Linked DNA regions of Mus musculus: region 1 is linked to region 2. Evidence: chromatin contacts called from public HiChIP or PLAC-seq data. All regions are on one chromosome and are shown on one strand. Each heading gives the region's core, a stretch centred on a gene start, on an enhancer-like site or on the middle of the called end of the contact. The rest is flanking DNA. Distances are from core to core; before and after follow the strand shown.

Region 1 (4,245 bases), core at 1,391-3,890, 140 kb after region 2:
TCCACAACCACCACCTTAAATCCTAAAACCCAACTCTCCTCTCAGAGAGAGGAGAACGGCTGTCAGAGTCCAGAGCTCAGGCCAGGATTCCAGAAGAGTGAAAATGTGCTCTGTGATGTGATGGAAGCAAAAATCCCCCAACCGAAAGGCCCCGAGAACGCTTGGCTTGCAGGGCTGCAGCAATATTTAGCAATATCTAGTCACCTTAATTAAGGGGAAGAATCCTGTCTGTAATAGATATAAAAATAAGGACTTATTAAATTAAATGAGTTAAGACAATGTCAAATGTTTACATAGAAAAAAAACCTAACTGTCTTCCTAGGAGAGTTAATGAGTTAAGATTGCAATAAAACATTAAAAAAGATATTATTTCATGATCAATATTGCAATAAAACATTTAAAAAGGAGAAATGTAAATACATAAAATATCAAAACAAAAAACTCAAAAAAAACCAAAAACCAACCAACCAGCCAAACAAACAAAAAAACCAAAAAAGACCAAAGGCTGTCTTAGAGAAGGCTTGCTTCCCCAGTACAGTGAGGCTGTACTTAGAGAAGGCTTGCTTCTCCAGTACAGTGAGGCTGTACTTAGAGAAGGCTTGCTTCCCCAGTACAGTGAGGCTGTACTTAGAGAAAGCTTGCTTCCCCAGTACAGTGAGGCTGTACTTAGAGAAGGCTTGCTTCTCCAGTACAGTGAGGCTGTACTTAGAGAAAGCTTGCTTCTCCAGTACAGTGAGGCTGTACTTAGAGAAGGCTTGCTTCTCCAGTACAGTGAGGCTGTACTTAGAGAAGGCTTGCTTCTCCAGTAGAGTGAGGCTGTACTTAGAGAAAGCTTGCTTCTCCATTACAGTGAGGCTGTACTTAGAGAAGGCTTGCTTCTCCAGTACAGTGAGGCTGTACTTAGAGAAAGCTTGCTTCTCCAGTACAGTGAGGTTGTACTTAGAGAAGGCTTGCTTCCCCAGCAAGAAGCCTGAGAAGCACCCACTTTACAATAAAGGCAGGCAGCCATGAGCTCAAAGCTCCTAGACTTTTAGGGATATTAGCACAGAGCACATGGTACGACCCATTCTTTATTCTAAGCTGAAAATATTAACCATCACTGCCAAAATCCACAGGCTAGGTACAGGACTAGTTTGGTGCTAGTTGGGTACTAGTAGGTACAAGGCTGGGGAGAAGCCTACTACAGTACGGCCATGGAAGCAAGGCTCGCCTTTGGAGGGTGAAACAGACATTTATCAAACACAAGAAGGCTAAAAGATAAATGCCACAGTGTAGTTCTTTCCCTGCTGACAGGCCATTACAACCAGCGCTACTGCTTCTGCTGAGGAAATGTCCCCAAGACCCAAATGGTGGCCTACTGAGAAATACTGTGGCCACGAGCACTAAGGACGGTCACGTGATGCTTACTGTGGGATGGTCTAATGCAAAATGCTGCAAACTGGTGTCTCATTCATCTACAGTAAACTGGTACCTGACTCATCATAAGGGACACGTGTCAAACCAGGAAATAAGACTCCCCAGATGAGCTAAGCAATAATGCCTCCACAGCTGAGCTACGACGGACATCAATTAGAAAACATGCACTCAACTTGTTATCTAGCTGAACAGCATTCTATGCCATCAATGCCAGTCTGATTAATAATGATGCTGAATTTAATAGAGGACTTGTGATAGTACAAGTTTTTATGCTGTATCTATTGTCTTTAAAAGCAAGATGATAGTAATAAGAACAATCCCATTGGAGCACACATCTAAAAGACAACATGTATGGCCACTGTTAGAATACCAAAGTGGAAGACACAAGGAAGCCAGAAAATGTGCATTTAATTAGGGGATGCTGAGGAGTAATTTACTTACAAGAAAATTATATGAAGGGTGAAGGAGAGAGCACAAAAGAGGAAACCTTTTCTCTTCCTTTCTGCTAAGTCCTGTATTAACACAAATGCACATGTGGCACAAACTGGTTTGCATTTGGCAGGCTCCCTGACCCATTAGCAAACAGTCCGCCATAATAAAGAGAAGCTCTTCTGGGGACTCTGGTAGGATTATGAGTCCATTATCAGGCAGAAGTGGCTACAAATAGACCCTGCTTTTCAACTAGATTATAATGCAAAGAATAAAATAACCTTCACCCAAAATGGAGGGAGTTGTGTTGAAGCCTGGGATACAGGTGAGGTTTCTCAGGTCCAGGAAGTAAATTTCAGCTGGTCAAAGCCTAAGAAACAACTACTACTTTCTGCCTACACAGGGCATTATTAATCAGCGGTACTGGGGCACAAAACCATTAATTTCTGTCTAGGAAGCTATATTGGATTATATAAGGCACAGACACATTAATTTTTCACCACTGGGGACGGTAGTTACAGCTTTAGGGCACATGGCTTTGGGTATCATGATAGGGTATCATGATAAAGAATGACCTCATATCCATACTGCCTGCTTTACTCACCCTGTATTTTAAATTTTTCCCTCCCCTCCGCTCATCACTGGCACTGTAACAGATTTAAACAGAATGGCTCTCCCGCTCTGACTTGGAAGACTTCTGACATGAACCACTCAGACCTTTTCTCGTCTCTCACCATCACTGTGTGATCTATCAAGCTTGTACAGCTCTTGGCCAATGGCCATATTAATTTTCTACTTGAAGGATCACAAATAGAATACTGCTTATGACGAAGGTAGTCAGGGAGCTTGGGGAATAGCTGTCTATCTTAGCGCATAGCAATTAGCTTGGCAAACTGAAACAGTAACATGATTGAATCTGATACCTAGCCAAGATTGCCAGAGTGGGGGAAAAATCCCTCATTCTGTTGAAGGTGTTAAGTGGCTTTTTAAACAGTGGCTATTGATAGTTATATTTGCCCTTGTAGAAATCGTATGGACATTGTGACATCAGAATTCTGGTTTCCATGGTGATTATTAGTGATGGCATTTTAAAGATTGTAGATAGCTTCCACAGTAGAGGTCCTTGCACCTTACAGCATACATGAAGGAATGAGACAAACTGCTTCCTGATAGACGGACTGCTGATCACTATATGTAGGCAAAACATCACATTTTAAAAGTAAACACAACTTGTTCATCTTCCGTAGCTGGGCACCCACAGAGACTGTTAAGATGGTAAAGGCCGCAATCCCAGCTGGGACTGACTGCTTTGTAGTTCAGCAAGAGCTAACAGCTACTCCCTGCCTATACATTACTTTATAAACAGCTGGTTTTAGAGCAGTGATTTGCCCATTTCTGTGTGCGGGAAGAAGCAATTAATCCTGGTGGAGAATTGGCCTGGGTCTAAGGAAGGAGTTTAGACTCCCTTGGGACTCATCCTCGCTTGCAGATGGGGTCAGTGGTGGAGACCAGGTTTCCTGCCCATTTGAGCGTTCAGTCCCAGAAGGCAGCTCAACACCATGCCTCCTCTTGAGATGAGAGTCTCACTATGCAGCCCATGCTGGCCTTAAACTCACAGCAATCCTCCTGGTTCAGGCTTCAGAGCGTGGAGATTATATTTTTATTGTTCCCCTCAACACACCTAGTGATTCTGATGGCAATGAAACAATATTTAATTTTTGCTTTTAAATAATTTTCACACTTAAAGATGACAGTTAACTTTAAAACTGTTTACTAAGCCAATTATACACTTTAAAGTGAGTGAACTTGAATGCCTCTTACTAAGTATTTCATCTGACCGACTGCTTAAAGCAGTTTCAGTTTTTCTCCTCCAGCTTTAGCCGTAGGCTGATTCATCAGGCACATGTGTATACTTTTTAATAAATACATGGAGGTAACAGATGAAAGCAATGTTTTTAAATAGGGAAAATGAGAATATACAGCACCTCTCTGATCTACAGTGACGTCAATAATACTGTCTAGAGGTAGAGCCCCGATCATAAATCTGAGTAGCAGGGAACCTGCTGCCAGGATGAGGAGAAGCTGGAATGAACCAGAGCAGAATTTTCCAAGCTCTACATAAATGCGTTACTTACAGCCAGGCCAACAAAATGATAAATGGTCCTGTCTCTCCTGTCCTCACGAATCGTGCCAAGTCAGGAAGCCATGCCACCACTGCGTGTGACTTAGAAAAAAAGCCACAACTCATAGAGAGCACAGAGTTATGAGCTGAGAACAACGTCAGAGAAAGGTGTCAGCTGTGGCCAAAGTTATGTATCCATGATCGATGACTGGGATCAACTGCTTATGAAAACTTTAGCATCACCAATTTCATCATCAAATGCCTCACTGAGAACGAGG
Region 2 (4,751 bases), core at 1,397-3,896:
GATCTCTGTCCAAAGCAGGGTCTGCACTACTGTGGCCCATCTCCTAGGCCATCATTACACTTGGAATAGGTTCTCCATTCCACTCCAGCGTTGGGTGGCCCCCTTTCTTCATTCCAATCTTCTGAGCATTGATTGGCAATAGCATCTTAGACGCCAAGAACAACTTTGGCAATGGGAGCTGGCTAGCAGGGGAGGATTTCTATCACGCACATGGCAGGTTGGGCTGTGTGTATGCACATAAACACAAGGTCTCCTCTGGCTGTGCCAGGCTTATTAACAAACATCCACTCTGGAACTCAGCACCATGCATGTGGAGGAGGGAGGGGGAGGTCAAAAGGGAGAGAGACAGAGACAGAGTCAGACAGAGACACAGACACAAAGAGACAGAAAGAGACACAGAGACAGAAAGAGACACTCACAGAGACACAGAGACACAGAGAGACAGACACAGACACAAAAACAGAGACACAGAGACAGAAACACACACACACACACACACACACACACAGAGGGAGGGGGGAAGAGGGAGAGAGAGAGAGACGAGAGGACAGCCATTAATAATACCCAAATGAGCTGGCTAATGTATCCATGAAGAATTTTGCATGTTAAGCAGAGAAGCCGAGAGAAGGAGCTTATTAGCCCTGTTACAGCACCTCTCAGCTGGAAGTATAATAGAAAATCAGAAAAACCAATTGTCTGGCTCAAATAGTTTGCTTGGTTTTTTTTTCTTTTTCCTTCCAAATAAATTGATTCTTGCTAATGGGACTGATCTTAAACTGTAAAGAATATTGCTGTGGTTTAGAGTTAGATATGAGCTTTGGTGTCCCTTAAGAGCCCCTTTGAAGAATGTCATTAAGATTTCGAAGGATTCATGCTACTTCTGGAAGATTTACTACTAGATATCAGATAGGTCTGGCTTTGAAAGAAATAGACTGCTTGCCAAGAACAGAAGTTGTGACTTCAGCGTGTGCAAGTTCACTTGAGATCTTCAGAGATGAATCATTCTGTTAAGATAAATGCAGCAACTGTCTCCCCGAAACCTAGTAAGGGTGTCCATTTTGGGGGATAAGCTTGCTGCAGACAAGTAGCCTCACAGCTTGGGCTATGCAGGCTGTCTGTATGGGAGAGTGTGGGCACCAAAGATTAGCATATAGATGGCTCTACCTCGAAAGAGGATTATGAACGACATGGCTGCCTTGGGTGCGCAAGAAGCAAAAAGGGGCTGCATGCTTGTTTCTTCTCTGCCTCAGAAGTGGGGAATAGCTTCTGTTGGGACAATACCATATTGTCAGACTAACTGGTGCTTTTGTATAAGGCGTGTCCCCCTGGCCCCCAAGCTGTCTCAGGAGATGTTTACATGAAGGGGCACAGACCTGACAGTTGGGTTTTTTCTAACTGGGAATTATTAATTTCTAATGCCAGTCCACAGTAGTGCACTGGTGAGAGTTGGGTTTGGAGTCAGCCAACTGTAATTGGGTTTCTCTTCTGAGTTCTCTGATAGACTTTATATGAGTGTGTGTGTACCGGAGGGTAGGAAAAGATCACAAATGTTATCCTGGAAAGAGGCAAAAAACTGAAGGAAAAAAAATTCCTTCATTAGTACATATTTTATAACTCACTCGATCCGTTAGGTGAAATCCTGGAATCCCGGTTCAGCGAGGACGCCATTAATGATAAAGAACTGGTCTTTCCTTGGCAAAGTGCCAGGGTAACCAAAGTGTTAGAGGAAGAAATGAGAGCAAAAAGCATAACTCTGGGTCTCAACAAAAAGTCTTTGGCAAGGGCAAATGGGAAATAGTAACGGTTTCCATGGAGTCCAGCCACCTTGCGATGCAGGGTGAGGTGGATAAGCTGTCTTTGAAGCAGAACGGTAATCGGCCTCTTTGCAAATGGCTAAGAGGAGGGCTGGCTATTGGCTTTTTGCAGATAAAGTCTCTGAGGAAAGGTGAGCTGAATGGTTGCTATGGTAACCGGCTGTTAGAATTGGTCCACTTAACTGTCCCCATAGTAACTAAGCTCCTGGAGGGCTATAGAGGAATTAGTTATCTTAACATACTACTATTATCCCCATGGTAACCAGTCTCTGAATGGGAGTGGTCAGCCTCAAGGAGAATGGTGGGAAAAACTTTGCTTCCTGGAGAAATGGGTAGAGAGGCAGAGATGTGAATTTCTTCAACCAACCAAACCTCTCAAGGACCGGAATCCTTGAGATGTGTGTGGGGAGAGGGATTGGGTGGTGAATGTGTGTGTGTGAGTGTGTGTGTGTGTGTGTGTGCGCGCGCGTGAGAGAGAGATTGGGGGCTGGCTAATGTGTTTCTAGGCCTGGGAAGAAGTCTGAGACAGCTGGGTAAATGAAGTCACTTCTTGCCCCCTGCTAGTTGGTGCCCAACTCACTCATGGGTTGCAGTGGCCGGTGCAGCTGGGAGGGGCTCCTTCTGGCTACACATTACCATTCTGGTGCAGGGTGCGCCGGCGTTGACTTGACTGCATGCTCAGGACCAGGTACTGCCTCATAAACTCACTGAACCGCTTCTGGTTGGCCAACTTCCGGGCTGATTTCCGGGCCCCGGTGAAGCCCCCAAACCTTTTCTGCAGCTGCTTCTGCTCCACCTCCTCAGCGTCATCTGCGCCAGGCTCAGCATCTGCGCCAGGCTCAGCATCTGCGCCAGGCTCTGCATCTCGCACTTGCACCAAGCTCCGGACACGCGGCATTCTCTTCAGGTGCTGCATCTCCGAGGCCTTTGGCTGGTAAAGAGCAGCTGACACAAGCTCTGGGTCAGCAGGGCTGAGCTGCCCGGAGCCACTGGCCATGACTTTGGTGCATACAGTCCAGAGAGGGCGGGGGAAGACCTTCTCTTCACACTGGAGGATGCACGTCTGCAAAGATACAAGCAGGAGGACAGTCAAATCCACTGGCTCCCTGTTACCTTTAGATCTCTGATACCAGCAGATAGATTTAATTCTCATGTATAGTCTTACTGGTGTACTTTAATTCGCTATAGTAAAATGCCCCAGCAAAAAGCAACTAAGGGGACAAAAGGGTTTATGTGTTATTTCAGGTCATGATCCATCATTTCAGGGAGGTCACTTTCACTCCTCATCTTTCACAGTCCCCTAGGCACACAGGGCTTCTACACCTCATACACCTCCCTGCCTTTTGTCACTGTGTGCCCTCTGAAGGAATGACCCCTCCTGCTCCCATCCTTGCAGATCTGGCCATATCCTAACTTTATCTCTTCACCTTTATATTATCTTCTTTTGGTTCCTTGGAAAGAATTACTCTGTCTTACATCCGTGTTCCTACCCAACTTTGCATTCCTCCTGTGGGGATTTTAATGATAGAGATATTTGTCTTATTTCATGAAGCATAATCTAAAAAGTTAGGAGTACGTTTTACTCACATATGGAGTCCTGGGTAAGTGTCTTCTCTATATAGTGATCAGTAGGCTAGGCAGTCAATTAAATTCTCTTATATTCTAGACAAATCAGTGCGTGGACACATTTGGTTGTCATAACATTTGTCTTTAAAAATTTGTGTGCATGAAGGTCAAAGGACAACGTTGGGCATCCTCCTTGGCAATCTTGTCTGTTTCTTTTTAGGAAGTGTCTCTCTTTGGCTTGCAGTTTACTAATTAAGCTAGACTGGCTGGTCATTGGATTCCAGGGACCTTCCTGTCTTTACATTCCCAGTGCTGGGAGTTCAAATACATGCCACCTGCTTTTTTTTTTTTTGCATTCCAAAGTAAGTTTAATTACAAAAATGCATTGCAACTATTATATCAAAAATACTTATTAGAAAGTTAAACAAAGGATCATAATTTTCTTTCTGATAAGTAATTTAGTATGAAAGTAATTTCCACAACGTATATGGGCATCATTCTAGCCCAGATTCTGGGGAGTGAACTCAGCTCCTCATCCTTACAAGGGGATCCCTTAACCAACCGAGCCCACGTGTGTCTTCTAATGCTATGTAGAGGCTGAAGACGTTAGCGAAACTCCTTTGGTGCACAGAACAGACGCCAGCATCAAAGAGATGCCCAACTCCTCATGCCCATGGTGGCAGATCGGCTGAGACAGTGTTCTCCGGAGGCAGCAGCAGCACAGGGAGGTGTGTGCAGCACTGAGAAGCCCGCCAGAGGTGGGGGCTGGGAGCAGCTCAGCCTTTAGGAACACTTGGTTCAACTTCACAGAGAAGGAGCCCTCAGTGTTTGCTCAGTTCTCTGCTCCTTTGGTTTACTGGTGGAAGAGATAAGTCTAGAGGCCACTAAAACTGAACACTCCCAGGCTTCTAATTCCAGATGGTAATTAGATTTTGTGTCTATGTGAGAAAATGAAATTTTGTGATCAAACCAGATGCCACGGTCTTTATTGAGATTCAACTCACTCATAGCAGATAAATCAGATACTGACCAAATCATCACAAACTGTTGGCTTAGGAGAAGGTTTGAGGCAAGTCTGGGGGACTTAAATGTACAGTAGCATTTTTAGTGCCAGATGGCATATGAGCCTAATGCTTATTATGGTCTGGTCTGGGGTCCTTATCAGCTATTTTGCCAGGATGAACCGGTGGCTTATTAAGTGAGTTGGACACGTTTTCTCAGCCATGATGATGACGTTGCTATATTAAGCCAGAGTTTGCATGAGCATCTGGGATCTGACCGGTGCCAAATTGATTTGTAAAGCTGAGCTTCTGAAGAGACTGAGCAAAGGGCCATTTGGGTGTCTGAATCAGAGATTAGGGCACAGACTGA

What was found. HiChIP or PLAC-seq counts read pairs in DNA pulled down with a chosen protein or histone mark.
Region 1: a contact with region 2 is called in an H3K4me3 HiChIP or PLAC-seq map of embryonic basal ganglia, with 2.6 times the contacts expected there. The contact joins two enhancer-like sites. A contact is called at or near these places in 1 of 39 promoter capture datasets (the C10 cell line), 3 of 15 datasets of contacts at CTCF or cohesin (CD8 T cells, pro-B cells and stem cell-derived epiblast-like cells), 50 of 484 Hi-C or Micro-C datasets (3T3-L1-derived adipocytes, the AML12 cell line, B cells and 31 more), 7 of 115 datasets of contacts at active chromatin or transcription factors (DN3 thymocytes, T-cell acute lymphoblastic leukemia, a beta-TC-6 cell line and 4 more) and 4 of 9 other capture datasets (adipose tissue, embryonic stem cells, embryonic tail and 1 more).

The regions. Positions count from the first base shown.
Region 1 is chr14:65,540,446-65,544,690 of GRCm38.p6, forward strand. The region is part of intron 14 of Elp3 (elongator acetyltransferase complex subunit 3); the gene reads right to left. Among named protein-coding and RNA genes, the nearest start is that of Elp3, 51 kb to the right of the region's middle. Within about 2 kb of position 2,641, at least 24 of the 459 cell types and tissues checked have an H3K27ac peak or open chromatin away from gene starts, as enhancers often do. A contact at or near this core is called in embryonic basal ganglia, where this site is marked.
Region 2 is chr14:65,402,310-65,407,060 of GRCm38.p6, forward strand. Pnoc (prepronociceptin) reads right to left here. Exons shown (of 4, transcript NM_010932.2): 3 at 2,395-2,877. The coding sequence ends at 2,440. Among named protein-coding and RNA genes, the nearest start is that of Pnoc, 21 kb to the right of the region's middle. Within about 2 kb of position 2,647, at least 24 of the 459 cell types and tissues checked have an H3K27ac peak or open chromatin away from gene starts, as enhancers often do. A contact at or near this core is called in embryonic basal ganglia, where this site is marked.